Linked DNA regions of Ovis aries: region 1 is linked to region 2. The links are chromatin contacts, called in public Hi-C maps. All regions are on one chromosome and are shown on one strand. Each heading gives the region's core, a stretch centred on a gene start, on an enhancer-like site or on the middle of the called end of the contact. The rest is flanking DNA. Distances are from core to core; before and after follow the strand shown. Region 1 has its middle 37 kb from the start of FLI1. Region 2 overlaps ETS1 (ETS proto-oncogene 1, transcription factor).

Evidence for each region. Hi-C and Micro-C count contacts between places; a contact is called where the count stands out from the background.
Region 1: a Hi-C map of blood shows a contact between it and region 2, with 3 times the contacts expected there. The contact joins two enhancer-like sites. A contact is called at or near these places in 5 of 16 Hi-C or Micro-C datasets (blood, skin fibroblasts and tail adipose tissue).

The regions. Positions count from the first base shown.
Region 1 is chr21:29,447,603-29,451,788 of ARS-UI_Ramb_v3.0, reverse strand. No RefSeq gene overlaps it. Among named protein-coding and RNA genes, the nearest start is that of FLI1, 37 kb to the left of the region's middle. Within about 2 kb of position 2,793, at least 5 of the 54 cell types and tissues checked have an H3K27ac peak or open chromatin away from gene starts, as enhancers often do.
Region 2 is chr21:29,308,836-29,313,279 of ARS-UI_Ramb_v3.0, reverse strand. All of the region lies in intron 2 of ETS1 (ETS proto-oncogene 1, transcription factor), which reads left to right. Among named protein-coding and RNA genes, the nearest start is that of TRNAR-CCU, 77 kb to the right of the region's middle. Within about 2 kb of position 1,924, at least 34 of the 54 cell types and tissues checked have an H3K27ac peak or open chromatin away from gene starts, as enhancers often do.

The DNA of each region.
Region 1 (4,186 bases), core at 1,544-4,043, 140 kb before region 2:
GTAAGAGTTAATTATATTTATTTGAATCACAGCATAATTTATCTGGATGTGGTATGCCAATTGACCAAACACCGTTTACCTGTTCATTTTCCAGTTAATCTGACACATCATTCTCATATTCTATTTTCCCACAGTAAGATAGCATCTCATATTTGTCAGGATGGCGGTTATCAAAAAGACAAAAAGTGCTGGTGAGGATGTGGAGAAATTGGCAGCCTTGTGTACTGTTGGTGGGAATGCAAAATGGTATAGCTGCTATGGAAAACAGTATGGAAGTACCTCAAAAATTAAAAATAGAACTAACATGTGATCTAATACTACTACTTCTGGGCATTTGTGCAAAAGAATTGAAATCAGGATCTTGAAGAAATATCTGCAGTCCCACGTTCATTGCAGCACTTGTCACAGTATCCAAGATATGCAAACAACCCAAAGGTCCATTGGGTTCCCCGGTGGCTCAGCAGGCAAAGAATTCACCTGCAGTGTGGGAGACCTGGGTTCAATCCCTGTGTTGGGAAGATCCCCTGAAGAAGGGAATGGCTAGTATTCTGGCCCACATCAGTACTCTGGCCTGGAGAATTCCATGGACTTATAGGGGTTGATGGGGTTGCAAAGAGTCAGACACAACTAAGTGGGTTTGACTTTCACTTTAAAGGTCCTTTGACAGCTAAGTGGATAAGGAAAATGTAGTACGTCTGTGTATACAATAGGATACTATTCAACCTGAAAAAGATGCCATTTGACACCATGGATGAACCTGGAGGACAGTGTGCTAAGTAAAATAAGCCAGTCATGCAGGAGTTGGAAAAAAAAAAAGTGATAGTTGTTTAGTCATGTCTGACACTTTGCGATCCCATGGACTGTAGTCTGCCAGGTGCTTCTGTGCATGGGATTTCCTAGGCAAGAATATTGGTGTGGGTTGCCATTTCCTTCTCCAGGGAGTCTTTCCAACCCAGGGATCGAACTTGTGTCTCCTGCTTTGGCAGGTGGATTATTTACCACAGAGGCCCCAGGGAAGCCCAAGCATCTTCTTATTTACCCTTTTTTTTTCACCAGTTCCCTGCATGACTGGTAACTGTTATTGCTGAGTGTTAACTCGTTTTAGGTTCTGTCTCCCGCTTAAGAGTGGGAAGAGGAGCTTGATCCAGCTAAGGAGACTGTTCTTCCCCTGAAGCCACGTCCAGTTGAGGTGAGACTGGTAGAGAGCCTTGACTCTGTCTTGCAGGGTGGACCCATGTGCCCAGGGCCTCAGGACACCAGTGAGCCCCTGCACCACCCTCTCTCTAAGCCTGCGTTCTCATCACGTCATGAGGACTCCTAACCAGCCTTCCTGTTACAAAGGGTCTGAGAACCCTGAGCAAAGGCAGAGCTGAGGGGAGAACCCACGGGTCTTGGCTTTCATGTCTGTAGACATGATGCATTGTGTCCCTCTCTAGAGTCAACAGAAGGCTCAGATGTCACTGAACCTGTGGCATTCTTTTTTTTTTTTTTTAAAGAAGTCAGGATTTTTAAACTATCTTAATGGGTTAATGAAACTATGAGACCTTATAATAACCTCTGCCAGTTATATTGACAGGTGTTTACAAGGTGAAATATTGTGGTACCTGTAATAGGAAAGATGAAAATTGTCATTTTATACATCTGGAAGAACAGTCACTTCTGATATGCCTATTTGGGTTTCAGGATGCTGCTGGTCTCTGTTCTTCTAAGACTTTGGCTTGTAAGAACCCAGATATGAACCCTCCTAGGTGAGTAACCATCTCCTTAATGCCATCTATCTCTTTGTTTTGGAAATTTGGAAAATTTTATATAACCTTTTTTAAAATTTTATTTATTTTAATTGGAGGATAATTTCTTTACAATATTGTGGTGGTTTTTGCCTTACATCGACGTGAATTACCTAGGGGTGAACCCGAGGTATTCTTAAGGACCACTCATCACTTCTTTTCATTGATCAGGAGATATCCTGAGAGGTGACATAGTTTTGTCTTGTAGATTCTATGAGAATTCTCCAGATGAAGAAATTGAATTGACTAAAAATGGGAATCTAATATTAGGACCCTATTATATATAACGTGCTGTGATTCATGGGGTCACAAAGAGTCGGACACGACTGAGCGACTGAACTGAACTGATATATAACCTAATAATTATTAAACCTGTCTTGTATTTATTGAGCATTTACCCTGTGCCAGGATCAGAGTGAAGCAGTTCTCATTTCTCTTGCCAGTGTTCCAGGGGTCCTGCCTGGAAGTTTGCAGGATGGTGGGATGAGTCTAGGCTCCCAACCACACCACCCAGCTTCCAACCTGGTTCTGCCAGTTACCAGCTGTGAAGGTTTGACTCACTCTGGGCCTCAGTTTTCTCATTGGTGTGAAGTGGATAACAATAACCCAGAAATCATAGGGTTTGGGGGAGTATGAAATGGGTTAACACATGCCAAACACTTACAGCCTGCTGCACAGTAAGCCATCCAAAAATGTTATTTGTATCCATGTTATGCAGAAAAGAAAGTGGAATCAGAGAGATTAAGCAACTGATTTTGCTGGAATTTCATCCAAGGCTGCTTTATGCAAAGCCCAGCCTCTTTCTGACCTGCATAGCCAGCTGGGTTACCACAGAGCTGAGAAGGAAAGAAGCGACCTGGAAAGGAGCGTTTTTTACTGATTCTACCTTCCTGCAGAGACCCTGTCTTTCCAGGATGGTTCCTGCAAGTTCCTCACTCTTGCTGCACTCCTTCTTATTAGCCTTCAGAGGGCACCATTGAGCTGCATTCACCCAGTTTAGGCCAAGGGACCTCGGAAATTACACAGGAGGAAAGGAGAAGGAAACTCAGGCTGAAATCCCAACTGCTAAGACTTTTGTCTTTATGACAAGCAGCTCTTACAAAAACAAAATTGCCCCCTTGCAGGAAGAAGGGGACTTTTCAGAAGTGAAGGTTATTACAACGTGTGTTGTTTTCTTTGCTCCAAGTACTTTAAAAAGGATAAAGATACCTTAAAACACACACACACACACACACACACACACACACACACACACACACACACACAAGCACACACCCCTCTGGAAACAGTGTCAGACTCTGCAGCCTTAACCTTGTCAAGGATGGAGTCTTAGCCTGGCTGACCACCGAGAGAAAAGACAAATGTTTGTCTCTGGTTAATGCTAACAGGAATCTAACCCGTCAGAGAGAATGGGAGTCCTGCAAAATAATTGAGAGCAATTTACCCTTTGCTTATTTGCCAAAACTGAAGTGCTGAACCCAGTGGCTTCTCTGGAAGCTTTCAACAAGAAAGGCCAAGTGTCCGGATGCTCCAAGAACCGACTGTGCTCACCTGGGGCATTAACACGCCCACCCTCCCGCTCCCTGGACTGACCCCTGATGCCGGCCCCTGCCAGCAGCCTCCTGGAGACTTGTCACAGTCCCCATAATTACCCTTTTATCCCATAAATGGTGCATGTTCATAGGATTACTATTTCTCTCTCCCCCCAGGCGTAGGCTAAGTGTGGAAGAGCTCCCGGCTCCAGAGAAAACAGTTCCAATCCCACTGCTCCTGGACATGATTGACAAGCATTTTCTGCCCAGCTCTGAATGGAGGCACCTTCAAATGCATTAGACCAGGGGTCCCCAATCTCCAGGCCCCAGACGGATACCTCCTGTCAGATCAGCAGCAGCATTAGGTTAGAAATAAAGGGCACAGTGAATGTGGTGCTCTTGAATCATCCCCAAACCATCACCTCTCTCCACCACTCCTCCAGCCACCATCCATGGAAAAACTGTTTTCCACAAAACCAGTCTCTGGTGCAAAAAAGGTTGGGGACCTCTACATTAGGCCGTTTTGTCTCTGCCAACAATCTGTGACCATCTCTGTACCCTGTAAATAATCTCTATACCCTGTAAAATGGTACAGGGGGATAAGGTGGCCAGAATGCCACTCAGCTACGAGGGTTTGGGGAGGTTCTAGGTCCTCTGATGTAAGTCCAGGAGACTTTAATGGCCAGATCTTAGCTGAAGATGGATCACTCAGCTTCACTGGCTCTCTCTCCTCTCTTCTTGCAGGGCTTTCCAGGATCATGCTGTTAAGATCTCTTCCCTCTGTCTCCCCCTGCCCCATCCCCCAACTCATGCCTTCTCTCACCCTCCAAAGTTCACCTTTATCCAAAGGTCCTCCCTTTGGGCAGA
Region 2 (4,444 bases), core at 675-3,174:
GCCCTCACCTGTGATGGATGGACTGATAGGAGAAATGTGAAATGTCCGGGCTGGCTGCAGTGTCTCTAAAGGGTTTGCAGCACTGGATGAACAAAACAGCAGTTTCATGTTTTAGATGAGATGGGGTCCTGGCAACTTGTTTCTGGCTTCACAGGGTTGGGTCAAGCCTGCGTTGCTCACAGGCATTGACCGCAGACAGCAAGGGGAGACCACAGGTGAGTCCAGTGTCCCGGGTCCCCAGCCACCTGCTTTGTAAGAAAAGACTATCAGTGTTTTTATGGGCAAATCAGTTTTAAGGAATTAGTGTTTGAATTTCCAAAAGATGGTGCACGATACACAGGAGACCCCTCCCACAACAAACAACCCCACGACTCTATTTGAGAATCTTCTGCAAATTCCTGTTGTAACCGAGTCTACATGCAGTCCACCCTTTTAGTCACGTGTCTGGTTCTTATATTCACCAGATGGTCTGTTTAGGCCAAAGGTTTCTTAGCATCATCTTAAGATACAGATGCATTCTGTTCCCATTTGGTAGAGGAGACCCGATCGTTGCAGGGGAGGGACCTATCGTTGGGTGGCTCCACAGAAAGTCTTCTTGAACATCCGTGAATCCCACGGCCTCTCACACATGACGTTGGTTGTGATGTGGTTTCTCCCTGCAGCCACTGCCCTGCCCTGGAAAGAGCAGGGTTTGGAGGTGAGACAGCCCTGTGCTTGAATTTTCTGCTTGCTAATGTGCCCTTAGGGAAAGTGTTTAACTTCCCGGAGCCTTCCTTTTATAAACCTTACAAAGGAGGCCATCCTAAGGAGCTTTCAGGGCTCTTGTAAGGGTTTGAGAGAATTGCTGTAGGACGCCTGTCTGCTGACAGAGGGTCTCGTGAACGGTGTTGTTATCCTCTGTCTCTCAGGCTGCCCTGTCCGTTCAGATGTTCTTTGCTGACAGTGCTGTTGCTACTTTGGTGGTTGTTAGGACTGTGGTTACTGTGAACCTGGTTACAGAAAATTTTCCACTCGACACCCCCATAACCGAGGGGGGCCAGAGCAGTCCCTGTGGCTGCTGGTAGTGTTTTCTTTCTCTCACGCACACTTAACCAACCAAACTCGAGCCAGGTCTCAGGTCCCACGGGTCCAGCTCTAAAGCAGCATGTTCAGGCCCTGGCCAGGTCCGCAGGGCCGGTTCTTAGAATTGTCGTTATCGGGATATTGAATTATTTTAATTGTCCTCCTCCTCTTTCCTGGGAGTGAGTAAGTATGTGAGGTTTAGGAGGAAACCTCTACAAACCTGTCAGTGTAGGCGGCCCAGAGTAGAACTGCCTCCTCCAGGCTGCCCTCCAGGGGTGAGCCTGCTGCTGGGAAGGGCCAGGTCAGTGAATCCACTTGGCAGCCTCCTAAAGCTAATAAATATCAGATCAGAAAAAGCCCCACTGGCTGTGCTTTCTTCTCCATACCCATGTCCCCACTGTCCCCCAGCAAATGCCCGGCAGACCTCACCCCTCCGCCAGCACTAGGAGTCTTTTCCACTAAAGCGCTTTGCCCTTGAAGATGCCTTCAGTACCCTGCATCTCTGGAGTCTGCCCGTTGCCAATTGTCATGGTTGATTTACAGGCAGAATCTGGCAGCTGGAAGAGGAATCCTGTGTCTTTAAACAGCTGGGCTGCAGTGTGTTTAAATGTGCTTGCTAAGCCAGTGACTAATTCAGTATATTATAAAGCAGCAAAGAGCAGGCTGCCAGGGCAGGGCTGGATCCAACTGGAGTGGTGTGTAAGGCTCAGAGCATTATTTCTTGAATTCCGCCACCCCACCAGTCTCTGGAGCAGACTGGACTTCTCATCCGTCTGTCCCCTGCACCAGAGTCAGCTCTTGCGTTCTCCCGGTTCCCATGCTGCTCCTGCCCCCTCCCTCCACTCCTGGCTCCCTCCCTCCAGTCAGTCCCTGGGTCAGTTTATTTACTCATCCGAGGGTGGAGCCGAGGGTGGAGCGGAGCCGGTGCGCAGTCTGAGTCAGGGTCCAGGGAACCAATCAGAATTGCTCTGGGGCATTCCAGGGGCCCAAACTCAAGATCCCTCCTGGAAAAGAATTTTCCAAAAGGTCCCTTTTGGTCACAAGTGTTGTGACTGCATCTCTCTTGGTTTGGGAGCCTGGTCCCGTGTTTGTTTGCCTGAAGCCTTTTCTATCTGCCCTTCCTTTTCTCACCCCCCTACCCTTCTTGGGATTGGGAGAGAAACCTCCAGAAAGAGCCAGTCTGATGGAGACTTCTCCTGAAAGCCTTAAATGTACAAATGCTCCTGTCACCTTCAGTGAGCACTCAGGCAGCCTCTTCTGGAGATAGCTTGGGGTGAGGAGAACTGCTTGTCTCCTGGAGGCTGTGGCCTCTCTCTTGGTCCTCGTGTAAATGCTCCCAGGAGTTGTAGACCCCAGGCATCCGCCTCCTGAGTGTCTCCCGTCTCCCGTGAGTGGGCCCGTCTGCCATCTCCTGAGGCTTTCCTGGGGCTGAGGTCACCTCCATGTCTCGTCGCTCTCATGGATGCCGCCCACCTGGCCTTGGAGTTTCCCTTGACACGTTGGCCCCCTCTCCTTCGTCGCCCCCTACACGCCCTCTGTCATCCCCACAGCTCGTCCTGAGCAGTAAGTGTGGAGTTGCTGTCTGTGTGCTTCTGTGGGGTTTGTTTATCCCACTAGAGGGAAACTCCTGGGGGAGGGTCCCCGTCTCCCCATCATCAAGGTATTCCCACTGCAGGGAAGCTCCTGGGGGAGGGTCCCTGTCTCCCCATTATCGAGGTATTCCCACTGCAGGGAAGCTCCCAGGGCAGCGTCCCTGTCTCCCCATCATCAAGTTATTCCCAGTGGTTGGCTCATAGCAGGCCGATTGTTAGCTCTTTGAAAAAAAAGTACTTTTTTTTAAAATTGAGAAATACTGTTTTTTAATAATTTGCATAATATGAGATTCTCCATGTGCAAGTGTACAGTTCAGGGGGTTTTATTCCATTCACAGAGTTGGGCAGCTATCGCCGATCATCACCCTGATAGAAGCCCCATGCCCATCAACTGTCAGTGACTCTTGGAATAAAGGTGTGCTGGCCATGCTGGCCAGCAGGGCCCAGGGGGACGTGGCCCCGCATCTCCTGTTGAGAGCCCTTGCTGTTTTTCCCTGATCCTGCGAGTGAGCACATAGCCACATGCCCGGGAGAGCCAGGAGCTTGCCGGAGAGCTAGGAGCTTGCCGGCTGTGGCTCCTCCAGGCAGAGAGCTGGTGTCTGGGCAGATAGTGAGCCCTTTCACTGGCAGCAGGGCTGCTTCCATTGTCCAACTCGGGGCTGTGGTGGCTGCAGTTTCCTAATGGCTTCCTGATGCGGCCGAGCCACTTACCAGGAGCGGAAGAAGGCTGCGCATCCCTCGTCCCACTTCCAATCTCTCTGTCCCACCTGAGGCCTCGGATGGAGAGCAGCTTCTGCTCCCTCCCCTTCGCATTGATCCCAGCTCCTCTGCTCTCCATCCATTGGCCTGTTGGGCCCATTGATCTGGAGATGGAGGTCTGCCTGGTGACTTTTCAACCTCTTGGGTTTACCCCTGCGAGAGGCCTCAGAGGTTTTCTGCTCTGGGCCGACATGGGCCTCCAGGGCCACCGAGGGGCTGTCAGAACGCCCAGGGCTGGGTGTTTGGGGCCTCATTCTCAAAGGAGAGAAAAAAAAAAAAAGTAGAGATTACAAGAGACCACAGCACAACCCTTAGCTCTCTGCACTGAGTGCATTTTCCGTTAGAAAGCGACCTGCTTGTATCGCTCCGGGTCCTGGCCTTTTTGAGTTAGACCTATGGCCTCATTAAATAGAAGCATCAGGTTCAACGTTCAGGCTTAACGCCCCTGATTTTATGCTTTGCCTTTTCAGTGGAGATTGGTTGTAGCGTCTCAACGCTGTCACCATGCCTTCCTTCCTGTACCATCGGGACTGGAATGGACCAAGTGGTGATCTCTTTATTCAGTGCTTTTTAGAAGGAGGTCTCTGGATCACTGAAGTTAACTGCCACCTTCACTCTTTCTGGATCAATAGGAATAGGACTGCAGATTTTAGAACTGTTGTGCATAGAGATTTGGTGTAGCTGAAGTTGGGTGTTGGAGATTCTTGCTTTGTGGTCCCGGGCGTTCAGCTGAGATCCCTGCTGGAAGGGAGATCTTTTCCAGGGGAGTCTGACCGTTGTGGCTGAAAACATAACACGGAGGAGGAGCCGATCCCCTCAGGGGCTGGTTATATCCCAAGTCACATCTGTTAGACCTTCGGGTGGCCGGTTCCTCTGTGGTCAGTGTAAACCTGGGGAGGAGGAGAGTTTGTTGAGAATGATGACCAGGGTCTCCCTCCCAATCCACTGTGCAAAGCGAACAGAGCAGAGGATGGAAAATGCTGGCCAGGAAGCCAGGAGGTCTAGAGTTAGTAACCACGTGACCATGTCAC